Linked DNA regions of Gossypium hirsutum: region 1 is linked to region 2. A link is a contact called in public Hi-C data. All regions are on one chromosome and are shown on one strand. Each heading gives the region's core, a stretch centred on a gene start, on an enhancer-like site or on the middle of the called end of the contact. The rest is flanking DNA. Distances are from core to core; before and after follow the strand shown. Region 1 has its middle 9.5 kb from the start of LOC121212843. Region 2 holds the start of LOC107893639 (serine/arginine-rich splicing factor SR30).

The links. Hi-C and Micro-C count contacts between places; a contact is called where the count stands out from the background.
Region 1: a contact with region 2 is called in a Hi-C map of fibers, with 2.2 times the contacts expected there. The contact joins the enhancer-like site here to the promoter of LOC107893639 in region 2. A contact is called at or near these places in 6 of 34 Hi-C or Micro-C datasets (anther, fibers, leaf and 1 more).

What each region holds. Positions count from the first base shown.
Region 1 is chrA13:77,355,117-77,361,031 of Gossypium_hirsutum_v2.1, reverse strand. No RefSeq gene overlaps it. Among protein-coding and RNA genes, the nearest start is that of LOC121212843, 9.5 kb to the left of the region's middle. Within about 2 kb of position 1,316, at least 2 of the 9 cell types and tissues checked have an H3K27ac peak or open chromatin away from gene starts, as enhancers often do. A contact at or near this core is called in fibers and leaf, where this site is marked.
Region 2 is chrA13:77,316,533-77,322,476 of Gossypium_hirsutum_v2.1, reverse strand. It overlaps LOC107893639 (serine/arginine-rich splicing factor SR30), which reads left to right and starts at 1,641. Exons shown (of 15, transcript XM_041085012.1): 1 at 1,641-2,466; 2 at 2,760-2,825; 3 at 2,913-2,987; 4 at 3,074-3,179; 5 at 3,260-3,306; 6 at 3,546-3,603; 7 at 3,826-3,875; 8 at 4,001-4,057; 9 at 4,140-4,261; 10 at 4,346-4,444; 11 at 4,797-4,833; 12 at 5,539-5,633. The coding sequence starts at 2,383.

The DNA of each region.
Region 1 (5,915 bases), core at 67-2,566, 39 kb before region 2:
AACATTAACTTCCACTATAACAATCGTCCGTTTGATATTCAAAAACTGCTTAGCAACAGTCGGACAGGTGGGGAATGTTGGGGTGAACCAGAAAAGTTTGGGTAGAGCCGGATCTAAATGTTGGCTAGGTAAGCGTCCTGTAGTAAGAGGAGTAGTTATGAACCCTGTAGACCATCCCCATGGGGGTGGTGAAGGGAGGGCTCCAATTGGTAGAAAAAAACCCGCAACCCCTTGGGGTTATCCTGCACTTGGAAGAAGAAGTAGAAAAAGGAATAAATATAGTGATAATTTGATTCTTCGTCGACGGAGTAAATAGGAGAGATTATTTCTTTCTTCGTCTTTACAAAAACAAAAAAATATATTTTAAAAGAAAAATGGCGCATTCCATATTTTCTCCCTGGTTGATAATAGTGGGTACAATGCAAATAATTTATGCAGCTTCAACATCTCTTGGTCAACGGAATTTTAAAAAAAATAATAGCCTATTCCTCCGTATCTCATATGGGTTTCATAATTATAGGAATTGGTTCGATAACTGATACGGGACTCAACGGAGCTATTTTACAAATAATATCTCATGACTTTATCGGTGCTGCACTTTTTTTCTTGGCAAGAACGAGTTATGATAGAATGCGTCTTGTTTATCTCGACGAAATGGGCGGAATGGCCGTTTCGATTCCCAAAATATTTACGATGTTCAGTATCTTATCTATGGCTTCTCTTGCATTACCGGGCATGAGTGGTTTTGTTGCAGAATTGATAGTCTTTTTTGGAATAATTACCAGCCAAAAATATTTTTTGAGTATAATTTTTCAATTAATATTTTAAGCTTATTTATATAAAAAAAACCAATAAAGACAAAATAATTTTACAAGTTCAAATAAATTTTGGACAAAACTATCTGGACATATGACATCGTCAAAAACTAACAATAATAAGACAGTCCATTAAATTGAAGAACAAACAACTTGCATGTGTGAGCATTCATGCAGACACAAAAAAAAGTTATAGGTTGCAGGACAAAAAATCAAAAGAGAAAGGATTCAGAGTTCTTAAAGGATTCGCTGCCATGTTTGTCAAGAGTTTAGCATGTGACAAAATCATTGTCTAAATGTATGTCTGGTCTTTTGCAGAAGCCTCGAAACCTGTGCATTGCGTGTCCCAGTACACGCCTCCATCCTTCCATCACCATTGCTTGCATTTTAAGGTTCATTTCCCATTCTCTGCATCTATTTCAATTCCCAACACTCACTCGGCCTATCCAATTACCCTTCTTTTTCCGAACCCATTCGTTAAAAGCCCTAACCAAAACCAAGGAAAAAATCCCCCCAGTTTTTAAGGCCCAGTGAATTGAAGCAGCCCAGGTACTGCCATTTTGCTTACCAAAACCAGTCATTTGACTGCCAATTACACCATCTTTGCTTGGCTTTCTTTGACAAATGGGACAGTTGAACCAAGCGTGTGTGTGTTTTCTTCAGTTTCAGACCTTCATTTTGTGCTCCGTACGCTTCTCTCGCCCCAAGTCAACCACGCAAAGTACAATCTGTGTGCATCATTATCATGTTATAATATTAGTCAAAACCCAGACCCATTTCTTCTTCAAAATCACCATTTCCCTTTTGTTTTTGTTTTTTTGTTTTTTTTTTCTCCTGGAAAGTACATTACATTAATCCCCTTTCAGTGGAGAACTCATTCCTTTCTGTGCTCCTCTGTCACTGTACATCTTAGATCAAATAATATAACCCAAAATTGGAAATTTATTCCCATTTCTTTTCTTTTTTTTTTCAAGTACTCGTATATCTACATTCGTTGAAATGTTAAAACATATTTTATAAGGCATCCATTTGTATCCTGTAGAACAATTTATTCACTGGTTAAAAAGATTGACAAACAAATCAATGGATCTAACTTTTTCTTGCAAAATCTGTTGGTTTTACTTCTTACTTAGATATCGTGAATGTAAGAAATTGAACTCATCTCATAATATATTATATAAGGCCCTGCACATATAACTGCAAAACCTACATGTTATCAGAAATATCTTCTCTGCAAATTGATGTTTAACTTGGATGCTTATTTTTTGCGCCAGGAAACACTGAATTGTTTGCGTGAAAGCAAAAAAAAAAAAAGGAAGAAGAATTGATGATTGCAGGTGAAGAGAGGAATGTAAAAGATAAACATATATATGATAGATTACCTTTTTTGTCCTGGTCGACATCTGTAGTTTCAAAGAGGTGAGATGCAGTTGCAGATTCAGTACTGCAATCAGCAATCAGAATGAGAAACTCACGGTGGAGAAGGGGAGCACGTGCAAAGTTCACTTAAACATAGGAACTTGCACGTGCCCTGCTTCTCCAACAAGAGATACTCACCCCCAACCAACCCATCCAAGTAAAGCTTTTCAAGTTCATGAGTTGAGTGCAGAAAGCAAAGGAAGTGACATTTATTTATATACAAGTTTTTCCGAAGAGAGAGAGAGAGAAAAAAAAGAAGAGAGTAATAGAGATTGAGTCTAGAAGTGGGCATTCTTTAAAGACAGAGCTCTGGGGTCTAAGTTTTCATGTATCTATCTATCTGGTTTGTAATTATGAAATTCAGAGATGTTTTAATCTAATTGATATTATGAAACTTTCGAGATGATAATTATAAAAACCACACACTTAATTTAACAAAGATGTGGGGTCCTCTTCCTTGTTGAAATTTCTAAATCTTCATTCATTTTAACTGATACGACCTTGAATTTGACTTAACTGGTTTTTTAAGTGCTTTCTGCCGCCAATACCCATCCCAAATTTATATTGAAACTTTAAAATTCTTGATCTCATCATCAGATAACTTGTTAGCCTGAACTTGGGTTTTCACATCTGTGGTAAAAAAAAAAAAAACATATCTTGACTGTCTTTTATTTAACTCCTGTCAAACTCGAGTTTAATTTGCTGCTTTTAGCATTGTTAAAGCATTGTTAGAAGAGAGAATGGTCCTTTTTCTCTCCCTCTTTTTCATTTTCAGTCACTTAACGTGTCTTGTTGGATAGTTCTAATATGGTATTACAATATTAGTCTTTTATTCTTGTTGTTCAATACCCTCAAGCATGTTTAGATTTTGACAGAGATGGAAACAAGAACCCCAACATGCAAAAAAGTGAAAATTTTGTTATTTGTTATTAAGATCGGAAATAAAGAAAAGGGGGTTGGCAAATGGCAAAGGGCAAACACAGGCGGGTGCAGAAGAGTGTAAGAAAATGCACGTCGGGGGTTGCGTGTTGGACCCAAGTTTTTTATTAAAGATAGAGAGAGAGAGAGAGAGAGAGAGAGAGAGAGAGAGAGAGAGGGGGGGAGGTTTTTTCTTTATCACCTGAAACAATGTGAGAGGGGGTATTAGTCCCTAGGCAGGGGCATAGATAGATATGGTTTCTGGTAGTTTTCATATCTGACCATTTCCATTGTCTTATAAATGTTTTACCAACACAGAAAGTAACCATTTTGATTTGAAAGCAGTGCTGCAATGATTGAACATCCCTCCATCTATCCTCCTTCCCCATTTCTATTTTGTATTGCATTTCAAAAGCCCTTCAACGTTTTTTTATTTAAATTACTCCACATTCATTCCAGATTTTGGTTTGCTCTCATCCGGACTGGAACAAGTTAAGAAGTCATATTTCTTTCTGGAACAAATTTTCCATGAATAAACTCATGCAATCATAAAAGTAACTTCAAAATACAAATCATTACTCAGTCAACATACATGATAATTGATTGAAAATATTATTAGTATCGGTTATCAAGCTAGAAATTTTTAAAATACAAAAAGTAAAAAAAAAAATTAATTTTTAAATTTTTTGGTGAATATAAAATAAAGAATTCACAAAGACTTAAACTAAAACACCTAAAGGAAGTTCAAACAAAAGTATAATTGTCTTTATTTCTGCAATCAATTTTTGCAAAAAAAATTCACAACTTTATTTTTTTCTCTAGGTACATGTAGGATAAGTCATTGTACTGTCATTTCCAACCGTTGATGTATTTGCCTAACCAAAGTTGGATTTGCATTCCTCGAAATATTGTCTTAAATAATCTAAATTGCTTATATGCTATATGTACTAATCAACACTCTATCAAATCCTTGCTCCAATAGAAGAGATAAGCCCTAAAAAATACCCCATAACTCAGCCTTTAATACTGAACATATTCCCAGAAACTTATTAAATCCTAAAATCCAATTCCCCTTCGTGCCACGCATAACCCCTTTGCAGCAGCAAAACTAGAGGCCACCTGGACAGTGCCATCCATATTTAATTAGATCCAATTAATTGCTAATATCGGGTAGGAGTTTGTGCCATTTCTCTTGGTCGCATTCACCTTACAAACAAACACATAATGTTTAGCCCAACTATTTGAGACTTTGATCACTTCGTCAATACTCCATGAGATTCACTGAAACACATGTAAATTTCGGTTTCTCCAAATACGCCAAGCGATTAGTACAAAAAGTCATGACCAATTCATCTCTCCAAACAAAATTTGCAACTGATTCTGCAAATTAGCCACAAGCCATTCTTTCAAATCTCCAAAAAAAACCATTTGCGCTTATATTCAGGAATCACTTATAGCCAAATATCTCTAGCTGCACTACAATCTTTGATAACATGTAGAACATCCTCAAAGTCATGACCGCAAAATCCACAAGAACTGCTGCTCCCTAGCCCCCTTCTCGTACGCTCGACATTATTAAGAAGACGTTCTTTAAGTGCCATCCAAACGAAGAATCTAACTCGTTGTGGTCCCTAGTCGTCCTTTGGATTCCACATCCTCTTGCGAAGTTTCCAATATGCACTTTTAATAGGAAAGAACCCAGTTGTAAACCCAACCTATATAACTCTATCCGGCCCTACGGAAGGGTTTAGGGGGGACCCCCACAATCCTTCTAACTATATCCTCCGGTAACCAAAGACAAAAGAGATCTAAATTCCAACAACCATCTTTTGTGACCATATCTGTAAGAAAACAATCTCTCTCAAGATTGACATGTGAAGGGATTTTGCCTACCAGCGGTAATTTTTAATCTTTTAAGTATATCATCTTATAAAAAAATATAAAAACTAACTTAGAAAATATAATATGATATCAACACAAGCATTTTAATAACACAAAATTAATGTAATAAATGAAAATAGTAGGATAGGACGATATTTAAGAAGAATTATTCAACAGAGATTGAACTCTCACATATAGAATTCTTTTTCTATCTTTGATGAAACCATTTTTAAAGAAAAATAAGAAAACCAAAGCAGATCTATTTCTAGTGGTCTACAAAAGATCGTCACAACAACTTAGTTGATACATTTGGTTAAGTTTTGACTATTTAATTTAGAGTAAGTTAAATGGTTAACTAAATTGATTATAAGTGTTGAGTGTTTTAGTGTGTCTGTCTCTTAAGGGTGTTAATTTCTCTATTTATATGATAAGGTTCCTAGATGTGACGTTGTAGGTAGGCCTCTCGGTATGTCAACACGTATCCTATTCTAAGATTAACATGTGTTCTCTACGTGTGGGTTCACCTGCATGGTGGTGAGAACCCACCCTATGCGAGTTTAAAAGAGGATGTAAACTCATCACATCAAACCCAATATGTGAATTATGCAAGCTACAGGTCGGTCCTAGTTGGGTAACCGGGGTAATGGGTCGGTAATGGCGAACATTATAACAATTTGTTTCCCACCTTTTTCAAAGAAGAGTTATAAAGTGACTCTTCTGAGAACTTGGCTTTATGAAGTGGGGAATATTTGAGAATAAAACTTATTGTATACACTTTTAGCTTTAAATTGTCATATACGCTTCATCACATATTGAGGAGAGGTACAACTATATAAAGGTAATTGTGCCTTCATTCTTGAACACATAAACCGTCAAGTTGTG
Region 2 (5,944 bases), core at 392-2,891:
CAACCCAAGCTTAGCCGAATTTTTATAATTATTGCTAGCTGCCCATAAAACATACTTTGGCAAATTTACAGTTTTGCCCCTAAGCTTTCACAAAATTATGATTTTGCCCCTAGGCCCGTAAAACGATTTTCATCGAATTTCCTCATTAACCAAGCCTAGCTGAAACTGATTTAAGCTTATAGAAACTCTCAATTTCAATTTTTCCACACATTTATCACCTATTTTATAACCTTTACAAAAAGGTCCATTTTAGGTGGTTTCATGAAAAAAATCCTTTCACAAAAGTTGTTAATTAAACAACCAAGATTCATTTTCTTTCATAAAAATTCAACAAAAAAAATGAGTATTCACGTGGCAAAACCCTAGACTCTCAACCATTTTATAAACTAGTCCCTCCATTAGTTAGCTTAAGCTACAAGGGTCATAAAGATACAAAAATTATCAAGAAAGACCTTCAAAAACACTTACTTGCAAGAGAACTAAGTGGCCGAAAGTTTGGGCTCTCAAAAGCCCTATGTTTGCAGCCATTTTCGGTGGATGAAGAAGAAAGATGAAAAGATGACAACATTTTTCCTTTTTGTTTTATTTTATTACTAAATAAGTCACCTAATGCCCACCAAATTTTGACTTTTCAATTTCTTTGTCTCCATGTTCAGCCACTAATTTTTATTGATCTATTTGCTCACTAAGGACCTCTAATTTAGTGTTTATAGCTATTTAACAACATTAGCTTGTAGAACAAATCTTTCGCACTTTATGCGATTTAGTCCTTTTTCGCAATTAAGCACAAAATAGCTAAAATTAATTCACCAAAATTTCCATACACTCATATAATCATGCTATAACACATAAAATAAAAAATAATTTCTCCGACTTCGGATTAATGGTTCCGACTAGGCCCAAAATTAGGGTGTTACATTATTTTTATTTATTGTAAATATATTTATAATATTATATATAAGTCTATAATTTAATTTTTTTAACAATCTCATTATAGGTTTTGATCATATCTACTCTTTTTAACACAATGCCTAGAACTATCCATAGTCTCTCCTCAACCCACAAATAGGAGGATAATGCGCGTCAGCGTACTCGAATCCACATCCACCTGTATTGACAATAATGTCCATGACAATCGAACTAAGATTTAATCGACAAATATATAATTTAAATTGAATCCAACCTAATAATTGAATAACCTAATTCCAAATAATCTACCCCATCCAATCCAAAAAATTGAGTTAATTAACTTAACCAATTGAACCAATCAATAATAAGTGGATTTGATTAGGTCAGTTGACATAGAGATGTCAAAGGTTGATGAGTTAAGTGTATTATATATAAAAAAATCCATCGACTTGAGCGATTACAACTATTCTTTTACTTGACTTATGTTCTTAACAAGGTTGGGTGATAGCAAGAGTTGTAGTTAGCCAATAAAGTAGGTTTTAAATTAGTATTCAAAAATCAAATTAAATTTTGCTAATATATGATGAGCAAAAAAAGTATTAACCCAAGGTTTAATTAGTTATGGTAACCAAATATTCGTTTTTGTCTTGATAATTCTCATAATAACGGGATTTTTTTTGTACATAATAAAAGATAAAAAGGGAAAGATATTTTGAGTTTTGAAGCATATTTCGCTAGTCACTCCATTAGTAGCCTCCTTGAATAAAGATTCATGCTTATGTATTCCAATCCTCCTCAAAGATTTCTAAATAAACAATCTTTCTCCAGACCACAACTGCTCCTACTTAAGAATTCTCATAATGTCAACAACTCAAACGCTTCCATGAAGCAACCATAAAACTCATTCTGTACTCCATTTTCTTGAAGATGTCCTTATTTCTTGTATACAAACTTTTTACTTCTTCAAATTTGATATAAGCCACTAAAAAAATCTAATACAAAAGTGATTTTAGAAGAAAATGATCCATTTTATTACATATTTTAAACTTACAAACCAAATTTCCGTATAGCAAAATAATCACAACAGGCTCAAAACACGTCTGATACTTCCAGGAAGGAGGGGGTAAAACCGTAAAGCAGCTTCAACTGGAAATTTCAAAAAAGAAAGAAATCAAACACCAACACGTGACAAACCATTGCATAGGGTTAAGTTGAAAAGATTCATGTTTTGTCTTTTTTAATTTTCATCGTTTCAAAGCCACCCACGAAGCCCTTCTTCTATAACCTTCCAGAATTATCTATCATCTAAATCCCTACAACCCGACCTTTTCTCTGTATTCTCTGTTCTTCAAATTTTCTTCGAAATTTTCCTATGTCTTGGATGAACCTGTTTATCACTGAAACCGCCATTTTTTTTTGTTACTTGCCTTTTTTGTATTTCTAGATTAAGATTGGGTATTGTTTCAGGGAAAAATGGGCCGTTCAAGCCGCACGCTCTATGTGGGCAATCTGCCTGGGGATACTCGTATGAGGGAAGTTGAAGATTTATTTTACAAGGTTTTCTTTTCCCTTGTTATTCTTAAATCATCATCTATGTTCATTCTTGCAGTATTTTACTAAATAGTTTCAAAAGTTGCTCTAATGTGACCTATTTTTATAGTTTTAACTTTGGGTAGTGGAGATATGGCATAACTAGCTGTGTGAAAAAAAAAAAAAGAAAAGAAAAAAGAGGAAGAAATAATTTTGTTGGATTAATCAATTTTGGGTTTCCAAATTACTGTTTAACGCATTGCTTTATCTTGTTTTGGAGGTTTGCCGCTTGCTTAGTATTTTATGTTTTTATATTGCAGTATGGACCCATTGTTGATATTGACTTGAAGATCCCACCAAGGCCCCCTGGTTATGCATTTGTTGAGGTGAGTTTTAATATTTTGTGATTTGAGGCAAAGAATAATAGGAAATCAGTTTTTAGGTTTCAGTAATCTAACAATTGCATATTGCAGTTTGAGGATCCTCGTGATGCTGAAGATGCAATTCGTGGTCGAGATGGTTATAACTTTGATGGGAATCGTCTAAGGGTTTGTAGCTAATCTTGTTTAGTTCATATATATTAGTTTTATAGCTTTCTGCCTGCCTGATAATGGTTATGATTCTTTATTTTTAGGTTGAACTTGCTCATGGTGGGCGAAGACCTTCTTCATCTGTGGATCGTTATAGTAGTTACAGTGGTAGCAGTAGCCGTGGGCCTTCCAGGCGCTCTGACTATCGTGGTATGTATAGTTTTCCAAATCATCTTTGTAGTTTGGCAAACTGCTGCTGTGTTCTAACCTCATAATCCCTTTATATGCAGTTTTGGTGACTGGTTTACCTTCTTCTGCTTCATGGCAAGACCTAAAGGTGAGTGTTATAACTATTGCTTGTTCTTTACTACTCAATTCCTTTTCTATGCATGTAATTTTTCCTTGATTGTTGCCTTTTTTCATGGCTTTGATCTACATATGTGTAAGTATATGGAAAACGATGATAAATACTAATTATTAAATTAGTTGAAGTTGTGACATGGTCTATGCATCAAGGTTTTTGAAATGCATAAAAGTGTGTTTTCCGTTTTAAATGATTTTTTGTTTTATGACCAGGATCACATGCGAAAAGCTGGGGATGTCTGTTTCTCTCAAGTGTTTCGTGATCGTGGAGGTTAGAATCCTTATCATGCTCCTTAACGCATAAGGACTTCATTCCATAACCATAGGATGAAATAGCTTAGATTCCTCTGGGATTTATGTATTGCTTATCAACATGATGCATTGCAAGTTTGCTCCTGCACATGATTTGCTTCTTGTTTACATTTGTTTGACAGTTATCTTGAGGAAAAAATTATTTGACTTTTATATTAATGTTATTGCGTTTTCTTTGCAGGCATGACAGGGATTGTAGATTACACGAACTATGATGATATGAAATATGCTGTAAGCCACTGTTCTTTAACTTTGTGGACTTTTTAAGTTTTAACTTGTTTACATGGAGTTGGTATTTGTGTATACTTTAACCTAAAAGGCTATACTTCCTCTAATTAGCTATCTTGACTTGGCAGATAAGGAAGCTTGATGACTCTGAGTTTCGAAATGCATTTAGCCGGGCTTACATACGGGTATGTTTGGATGCATTTTAAGTCTTAGATCTATGCTTCTGCGACATTACTTGATAGCGTATCTAATTTTATTTTTTTTCAGGTGAAGGAGTATGATTCAAGATATGATTCTAAGCGCAGCTACTCTAGAAGTCCTAGTCGTAGCCCATATAGTCGAAGCCCTAGTCGCAGTTATAGTTATAGGAGCAGGAGCAGGAGCAGGAGGTGAGTCTCCCTTCGTGAAAATATCTGCTAGAATATTTACTTTTCATCCCATTGAAGTTACCCTTAATTTAACCTATTTTACAGCAAGTCTCCAAGGGCCAAATACTTGCGTCGATCTCTAACGGTATCAAGGTCTGTCTCACCTCGTTCCCATTCAGTGTCACCTGCCCGCTCCTATTCGAGGTATGGCGTAAGTTTAATTTTTTACTTCTTCCTTTTTATGTTGTTGAAGCTTTTTATTTTACTGCAATTCTGCATTTGTAAACTTTATAAGTGAACTTGGTGACATTCTCGTTTTCAATATTCTATGAACTTAAATATTCTCATTTTGTATGAACTTAATACCCAAGTCTTTCTATTCTTCTAGAAGCGAAATAACTTGCATGGTGGGATTTAATGCTGCTGCTCACTTTTTCTGTCTTTTTTACTTCGATTAAAATACTTGATTGATATTGTGTTCCTTTTCTTGAAGAGTCTTGACCTGTATTTTTCATGGTCTTTGTGTGATGTGAAACCTTTTACCTTTTACTTGTAGTTCGGTTGGATGTCAGCTTTCGGCTTGGCAGAAAAAGGTGTGAACTTTAGTTATATTTTAGAGATAGAAGGGCTTAACACCGTTCTACTAGTTTTTACAAGTATCACACTGTTTGTCAAGCTCTAGCTGAAGCAAAACATTCCTTACAAGTACCTAAGTGTGTTTGTAAAATGGTTCTGGATGGTTGCTCCCTCATCAAATTTTGTGCTACTGCTTTCAAAATCATTTAAGTGTCCTAAAGGGGTGATTCAGCTCCCTATTGTAATCCATTCCTTGGTTTGTTTATTGTGAGCCACAGTTTCAGACTACTTCATTTGTAATATTTTCTTGTCTACTCTTTTTCCATTTATTCTTCACGTAGTTTCCCGAATTACACCTTTCTTTGTTTAATCAAATATTTGGATTATCTTCTATCAAAATAATTGGATTATGGAGTCTTATGTTTTTTAATCACCATTCTTCTTGGTATCAACTTGTGCCTGAGAATTTTGGACACCCATAAAAAAAACAGAGTTCTTCAAAATATTTTTGTTTAATGCGAGATCAAAGTAATTAATTTTCCACATTATAGAACTTACGTTGTCCTATTCTGGAATACGAACCCTTATTCTTTACCAGCCTGCAAATTACAGTAAAAAAATACATTTTTTTTCCAAACTGGAGAGGGTAATACAGTAAAAGGCTTACTTGGTTCGCCAGTTATCATACCTTTTTCATAAGGGTTCCCTTGTTTCCTTGCTAGATCTGGCTCTTTGCGGCAATCCGTGGATTGGATGTTAGGAACTTTGATGGGATGTGGTGCTCAAATGCCTGCAACTCATTTATTTTTTGGTTGAGGTAAATTTATTGTTGTTGTAGAGCACCTCCGGGAAAACCATTAAAGGTCTAAAATTTCTGATATGTGATGTATGGAGCGCAAAAAGAGCTAAACTGCATCAGCATGTCAGGATGAGTAGCGATTTTAAAGCGGGATGACTATGATTTAAGTGCTTATACTTTTGCCACTCAATGCTTGACCATCAGGGTCTACTGTCACTCTTTGAATTTGAGGATATGCGTATCTGTGCCCCTATTCAGTGTGGTTTGATCTTTAGCTATCATAATAAGCTTGTAAAGGAAAAGATATTTTACTGAACAGTGAGATCATT